Regions from separate parts of the Ovis aries genome. Here region 1 is linked to region 2. Evidence: chromatin contacts called from public Hi-C data. All regions are on one chromosome and are shown on one strand. Each heading gives the region's core, a stretch centred on a gene start, on an enhancer-like site or on the middle of the called end of the contact. The rest is flanking DNA. Distances are from core to core; before and after follow the strand shown.

The links. A called contact is a pair of places that touch in the nucleus more often than the background predicts.
Region 1: a contact with region 2 is called in a Hi-C map of mixed tissues, with 4 times the contacts expected there. The contact joins two enhancer-like sites. A contact is called at or near these places in 9 of 16 Hi-C or Micro-C datasets (hypothalamus, liver, mixed tissues and 4 more).

What each region holds. Positions count from the first base shown.
Region 1 is chr13:24,739,156-24,743,014 of ARS-UI_Ramb_v3.0, reverse strand. It overlaps KIAA1217 (KIAA1217 ortholog), which reads right to left. Exons shown (of 23, transcript XM_042230521.2): 10 at 2,387-2,553. Among named protein-coding and RNA genes, the nearest start is that of TRNAG-CCC, 4.9 kb to the left of the region's middle. Within about 2 kb of position 1,639, at least 3 of the 54 cell types and tissues checked have an H3K27ac peak or open chromatin away from gene starts, as enhancers often do.
Region 2 is chr13:24,637,310-24,641,444 of ARS-UI_Ramb_v3.0, reverse strand. All of the region lies in intron 4 of KIAA1217 (KIAA1217 ortholog), which reads right to left. Among named protein-coding and RNA genes, the nearest start is that of TRNAG-UCC, 100 kb to the right of the region's middle. Within about 2 kb of position 2,599, at least 4 of the 54 cell types and tissues checked have an H3K27ac peak or open chromatin away from gene starts, as enhancers often do.

The DNA.
Region 1 (3,859 bases), core at 390-2,889, 100 kb before region 2:
AAGTTGTGTCTGACTCTTGAGACTGCTGCTGCTCCTGCTAAGTTGCTTCAGTCGTGTCCGACTATGCAACCCCAGAGACGGCAGCCCACCAGGCTCCCCCGTCCCTGGGATTCTCCAGGCAACACTGGAGTAGGTTGCCATTTCCTTCTCCAATGCATGAAAGTGAAAAGTGAAACTGAAGTCGCTCACTCGTGTCTGACTCCTAGCGACCCCATGGACTGCAGCCCACCAGGCTCCTCTGTCCATGGGATTTTCCAGGCAAGAGGACTGGAGTGGGGTGCCATTGCCTTCTCCGGACTCTTGAGACTAGGAGCGCACAATTTCCAATTTGACCAGCAGGTGGCAGTAAAAGGCAGATGCAGTGCAAGATGGGAGGCTGAACCTCCTTAAGCACCAGCAAAGAACAGGGGAGCTCACAGACACTTGCTGGCCTGCACACGTGCCCTCTGGCCTGCAGATTATGAAAGAATCGATTTTTAAATTACCTTCCAACACTTTTAGAATGAACTTAGATATTTTATATAAAACATCTGTGTGTCCTGTGACTTCCCTTTGGTCCAGTGGCTAAGACTCCGAGCTCCTAATGTAGGGGGTCTGGGTCCCATCCCTGATTGGGGAACTAGATCCCAGGTGCCAAACTAAGACATGTATGCTACCTGCTCAGTCACTTAAGTCGTGTCTGACTCTCTGCGACCCCCATGGACTATAGCTGGCCAGGCTCCTCTGTCCATGGGATTCTCCAGGCAAGAATACTGGAGTGGGTTGTCATTTCCTTCTCCAAGGGATCTTCCTAATGGAAGGACAGAACCCGCATCTCTTAGGTCTCCTGCATTGGCAAGTGGGTTCTTTACCTGGGAAGCACCAAGACTTGGTGCGGCCAAATAAATACTAACAAAACAAAAACCTCTATTTCCAGCTTCTCTTGAGATACTGAAACATCTAGAAACACTGGACTCTCATTTTACCAGGTTAAGAGCTGCCTGGAATGGAGTGGCAACTGTCCTTTAGAGGTGCCAACTCGCCACTCTCCCTCATCCACTCGCTTGCTTAGTTACTGCCTGTTCACTGTGGGCACTGAATTGTGCCACCCTGTACACTTCATTTCACTGCAAAGTCTTAAGAACAGCAAAGCAAGGAAAAGTGAATGCAGAGGATGGGGAACTTCCCCTGCGACGTGATTCAGGGAGGACTGAAGTGAACTTGTGTGGGAGGTCCAAGGGGTCTGGGACGCCGCCGGACTAGCCTTTGGAGACCCAAGCATGAGTAGTGTGATCTGCGATAGGGCTCAGGGCGGGCTCTCAAGCTACCTTCCCTTCTGTTAGTTCTCCCAGAGGTAGAGGACAAGGGGAAATCACTCTTAGCTTTACTCAGGTAGGGGGAAGTGGAGGGCTCATGCATGGCAAGCTGAAGTGTGAGAGCAGCTGGGGTTTGGAGTGCCCTTTCCTTACTGGACTCGCCGCACAGGAGCTTGCATGCCCGAGGATGCCACACCTGTGGCTACTCCCTGCTCCTGGACGCGTCTGCCTTTTACTAACGTTTGCTGGACCACGAGCTTCCTCGAAGTTGAGGAGGATGCCTGGGCATCATCTAAGCCAGCACTACATCCTCAGTCACCAGCCTACCCCCAGGGGCAGGGAGGGGTGAGGCTGATCCCTGGAGCAGACACATGATCTCATAAAGGTACACCTTCGCAGTTCCTTATTACCCTGGACCAGCCATGCCAAGTCAGATTTATGGGATTTATTCACCATGCCTGGTGACAGCAATTTTCCCCTGCCTTTTGATTCCCATGTAGTTCATATATTCCTAAGAATGGGAAAGGGAAGGGAAGTATTACGGAAGATGCACTATCCCAATAATAATGCAGTTTTTCTCAAACCATCCACGATGGCTCCTTTTCCTTATGAATTCACCCTCTTAAACTCCTAGTTCTGAATACAAAGGTTTTTTTTTTTTTTTTCCCTTGCAAAAACCCTGAGCTGCCGGCAGCACTTCCGCACGTGCTCACGGGGGAAGCGCAAAAGCCAAACCCTAGGAAGCAGGAAGACACGGGGCCCCTCTGCTTCCATCTCTCCTCAAAAAAAAAAAAAAAAAAAGGAAGAAAGAAGCAACAACAGATGCTTAATGGTTTTTTCATGTGTAAGAAGCACGCGCAGCTTAAAGTGGCTACAGACGGTCGTTGCGGCAGAAGGCTCTAGACCAAGATGACGTGTGTGAGAGCGGAGCCCAGGGTGTCACGGCGCCTGCACCCTGGCGCTGTCATCCCTACCAAAGGATGCTGCAGAGAACGCCACCGGGAAGATGCTGTGGGGCCAGGGGTGCGGGAGGCGGCGGGCGGGGGAGGAGCCTGTGTCCGAGGACACCGTCCCCGGAACGCGGGCCATACCTGGAGCTGTCGCATCTGCCGCAGCTGGAGCCTGAGCTCGGCCACGCTCCGCCTCATGTCGAGCAGGCTCGCGTGGACCGCGGAGGCGCTGGCGGGCGCGGGCTGGCCGGGCGGCCCCGAGGAATCCACGGCGCCGAGAGTCTTCCCACCGGAAACCTGGGGCGTTCCTAGGAAAAAAGAGCAGCGAAGCCCTGAGATGCCAGGAAGGGGCAATCAAAGCTGCAAGTCCCATCCCAACACAGAAAATGCCCATTCCCTCATTGTGAAAAAAAAAAAAAAATCTTTAAAACGATATTGGCTCCCTAAAGGGCAAAAAGGGGGGAATTGGGTTTAAATAAATTAGGGAACATGCATCCATTGTTATAGAACGGAGTCTGGAGAAGTCATGTTCTACAAGTCTGGTGTTGTAAGAAGGGAGATTGCAGGGCGGTAGGTAGAACATGATGCCATATTAAAGAAGCCAGCTGTCTGTGTATCTTATTTATTAGCCTCACCATGCGGCATGTGGGATCTTAGTTCCCTGACCAGGTATTGAACCAATGCCCCCCACTCCCAGCAATGGATGCACAGGGTCCTAACCACCGGACCATCAGGGAAGTTCCTACAATTTTATAATAGAAAAAATATTAATAATTTAGACCTCTGGATCCTAACACAGGGTAGTCATGTGACTGTTCCCTGTGGGCAGATAGAGCCCAAGAAGACCCACTTAGTTCTGGGCAGAGATTTGGCCAGTCACCAAGGGAAAGCTAATAAGGACTGGGTACTCTCCTGAGTCCCTTGGAATCTCCTGACTAAAAGCAGCAGGCCCTCTGCACACATCTCCTTTAGTGAGGAAATCAGGCATGCTAATATTCTTTGGGAGAAGAACCAAAAAAAGGCAACAGAGAGAAACCTTCCTGAACAGTTTCGCCACTGCCATAATTTTTTGCTCCCTGAGTCCAACTTAAATCATCCTCTTGCAGTTCCTAAGTGCATCTGGGAAGGGCCTGATTTGAGCAAGTTTGCCTTAAAAATGCCCCCAAGGGACATCCTTGGTGGTCCAGGGGTTAAGACTCCAAGGTTGCAATGCAGGGTGCGAGAGTTCAATCCTTGGTCAGGGAACTAAGATGCCACATGCTGAGTGGCATGACCAATAAAAACCAAAGTGACCCCCAAAGGATCCCCAGTAACACTCACAGGATCAGAAGGTGTGGGAATCAAAAGGAGACGCTATGCTAGTTCCTTTTTGTGACAGTGCAGTTCTGTGGGACAGGCTTCACGTAGAGTAGACAAGGAATCCACAACACACACACACACACACACACCCCCACCCACCCCCTGAAAAGGCTGTTCAGTCCACACACACCCACACACCCACACCCACCCCTGAAGAGGCTGTTCAGTCCTCCTTCCTGGAAGGGACAAAGTAGAAGGGTTGCCACAGCCCAGGCTGGCTGTGCACGGCAGAGCCCTCTTGCTGCCCTGTGTGCC
Region 2 (4,135 bases), core at 1,350-3,849:
TAAAGCTTGAACATACACCTAGCAAAATGCGACATCCGCTCTCTCGGATCCTTTATGAGAGTCAGAGAAAGACCGGGGTGCACCAGTAAACACACAAGCATATACTACGCCAGGCGGCAATGATGAACGGTCCCCGAATTAAAATGGTTTGACTTATGTGTCCAGTAGAAACCCAACCTCAAATTTTGAATTCTGATCTCCTCCTGGGCTAGACACGGTAGACGATCTCCTGTGATGCTGCCAGTCAGGCATGTGACCAGGGAGAACAACAAAGACACTTACAGCTACTCTGGGCCCAGACAACCATTCTGTTTTTCACTTTCAGCACAGTATTCAATCAATTACATGAGATATTCAAACTGTATTATAAAACAGGCTTGCTGTTAGATGACTTTGCCCACCTGTAGGTGAATCCAAGTGTTCAGAGTACATGTAAGATAAGGTAGGCTAAGCCATAGTGTCCAGTAGGTTAGATGTGTTAAATGCATTTTCAATTTATGATATTTTAAAGTTATCATGGGTTTATCAGGACATAACCTCATCATAAGCCAAGGAAAATCTGTAGTCCACTGTAAGGAAATCAGGCAGGATATGGTAAACCTAACGGCAAAGGAAATGATGTTTCAGAGAAGGTGAACCCACTTCAGATAAGGTGACATATGAGTAAAGACTGAATGAAGGGACTTCCCTGGCAGTTCAGTGATGAAGACTCCACCCTTCCACTGCAGGGAACACCTGTCTGATCCTTGGTCAGGGAACTAAGATCCCTTATGCCATGCTTTGAGGCCAAAAAAAGGAAGAAAAAAAAAGAAGATTGAATGAAGAAGCCACTCTTCTCACAGATGTCTAGGAGAAGAACATTTCAGAAAATATAAATCTTGCTTGGGTAGCAATAAACTTGGAGAAGGCAATGGCACCCCACTCCAGTACTCTTGCCTAGAAAATCCCATGGACGGAGGAGCCTGGTAGGCTGCAGTCCATGGGGTCACTAGGATTCCGACATGAATGAGAAACCTCCCTTTCACTTTTCACTTTCATGCACTGGAGAAGGAAATGGCAACCCACTCCAGTATTCTTGCCTGGAGAATCCCAGGGATGGGGAGCCTGGTGGGCTGCCGTCTATGGGGTTGCACAGAGTCGGACACGATTGAAGCAACTTAGCAGCAGCAGTAAACTAGGCTGTTAAAGGAACTACCAAGAGGTCAGGAGCTGCAGCAGAGGGATGAGAGCAGGGGAGCAGAAGATGAGCCCTAATGGGGATAAACTTAACTTATCCAGAGGGTGGATGGCCTGGACTCTGAACAGATGATGGGTTATAGAGTACACAGAGCAGAGGAGTGAGGTGATGCAATTCAGGATGGCCACTCGGGTTGCTCCATGGAGATTGTTGGTGGCAAGAGGGAAAGCAGGAGAATCCATTAGGAGGCTACTGCAATAGTCCTAGCACGAGGTACTGGGGGACTAGGAGCAGAAGCAGTAAAAAGTAGTCAGTTTTTGGATATATTTTGAAGGTGGGCTGATTGCTCAGGATTTATTTGCCTGCAGTGCTTTGAAGAAACACAATAATAATCCCAACTATATAGTAATTACAGGTTCAGGTATTACATTGAGCAATTAACATAACCTAATTTACTCCTTACTACAACACTATGAAGTAGTCTACATCTTTACAAAGACACTGATACACAGAATGGTTGGGTTATTTGACCAGCATCACATAGTGGTAGACGGCAGAGCTGGGTTGTGATCCAGAGTAACCTGACTTCAGAGGCTGCGCTTTCACTACATGCTATCTGACTTCTCAAGGTCAATGTGTAAGAGAATCAATAACTACGTTGATCCGGGTAAACCTTACGGAACCAAAAAATTGAGAAAAAAAAAATTAATGGTCATTCATTGAAGACTCAGAGTGTCAAACAAAAATTTCAGAAATAACTTCTCTATCTTTTGGGACAAAGAGATAAATGAGTTTTCTGTAGAGCCACCTTCTGTAGGTCCGCTCAGCCAGCGCTCCCTGGTCACTCTTCATGTCCACGGCCACGTGAACAGTGAGTGCTGTTAAGACTACGCTGGAGGTGACCTTTCGGAAAAGTACTGACTCCAGAATAGGACTGGACGTGAAGAATCAGGGCATTAGGATCACAGCTGCCTGCTTTTTGGGGAATTCTTTCCGGTACTTTCCTTTTGTTCTTGCCTTGCTAAAAGTATATTCATTTATCAAGGGCACAACATACACCCATGCTTCCCCTTTCTCAAATCATCACTATATATTTCTGGAAGATATTCTGCTTTTCATAACCATCTCTCTAGTGTCAATGTTGTTGGGTTCCCCCCCCCTCAAATATCCTGAGAAATGGGTCAAGATTTAACAGATGAGAAAACTAAAGCCTCAGGAAGAGGCAAGGTTTGTCCAAGGTATTCCCAAGGGTTCCATGACAGAGCTGGGATCAGAACGCTCCTGCTATTTTTATAGACAGTGGTGAGCTCAGCCCATGACAGGTGTTTCTGTTGTTTCATCAGATAGAGCTGTTGTACAGCAGCCAACACACACATTCTGAAGTCTGTGCACAGAGAGGCGGGCGCTCATACATGTCTTCAGAGTCTGGGGCCACGTTTTGCTTAATGCTCTATTTGGGCTTACCTCAAGACTTCCTGCCAAGGCAGAAATCTGTACACATTAAGGAAAGTTGGATGGTTCAATAGTACACCTGATTATAATTCTAACTTCAGGAAGCAACACACTTCAAATCTCCCAGTACATTCACCGGAGTCAGCCGAAGTACAACGATGAGGCATAAAATCTTTTATGAGCCAGTAAATAGAAGCTTCCGCCGAACAATGTTTCAAGTAAGATAAAAGTACTCCTTCTTTTCAGTCCTATAAAATGGAGAGCTTTAGTCATTTATTCCAGACAAAAAATAAAAGGAGAAAAAGTTTGCTAGATCAGAGATGAATCTTCAAGGTTTCCTTTTTTCATAGCTTTCAACAAACAGGAGAAACTAAGCCCTAACACCTCTTTCTTAACTATCTGTTACCAACCTGTGTGTGTGTTTGTGTGTTATCCCCGCAGGCTCTGTGAATGGGTGTGTGAAAAGGTATCTTAGAATACTTGGGCTTCAAGATCAAATTTAGCATCAGAAGAAACAGAAACAAGATTTACAAATGGGAAATTAACCAATGGTCGGATAGATTGGTGGTTTTCTTTGATCTTCAAAATATCAGCTTTTTCTCGTCCACACAGAACAAGACAAAAAAACTGCATGCTTAATGCTCATAGCTTTATTGGGAAAACACTAAATGTGAAAGTTAACTGATGCTCTTTACTCCTGCAGGTAACACAACTAGTTGAAGGATGGGTTCCTGTGATACCCAGCTTCACAGGGGCTGTTCAGTGTTGACAAAGAAAAAGGGAAGCTATGAAAGCTTCCTATTCTGCTATAAGTCTTGCCCATAGTTTGGGCAATGAAATGAATTGCAAAGAGTAGATGTGAAAGCTTTCTGTTCTGTCCGTAGTTTAGAGATGATTCATACTTCAATCCATTAAACATAAAAACATTTCACCTTCAAAACAGTGTGAGCATTCTCCTTAGAAAATTAACTTGTTTCAATATTCATCATGCTCAGGAAGGAAGAATGGAGTTATAACAACACAGACACATCAGAGAGCTCTGGGTTCAAATTCTGCCGCTGGGGACTTCCCTAGTAGTTCAGTGGTTAAGAATCTGCCTTGCAATGCAGGGGACATGGGTTCGACCCCTGGTCAGGGAACTAAGATCTCACATGCCTCTGAGCAACTAACGCTGCACGCCACAACCAGAGAGTTCACACATCCCAACAAAAGATGCTGCAAAAAGATCCCACATGGTGCAAATATGGCCTGATGCAGCCAAATAAATAAATAAGTAATGTCTCCTCTTATTTAAAAAAACTCCTGCCTCTGTCACCTCCTGCCTTTGTCACCACCTTTTATATATGTCATTGACTCCCATTTAGGTAGGCTCTGTTTCATCATCAGTGAGAAGGGGATAAAACTACCTTCTTTCAGAATTAATGATAGGAATTAGTAATGTTAGTAGGTTTCTAGACACACAGCAGATACTCAGTAAGTGATTTTTGTATGAATTAAAATAGCATT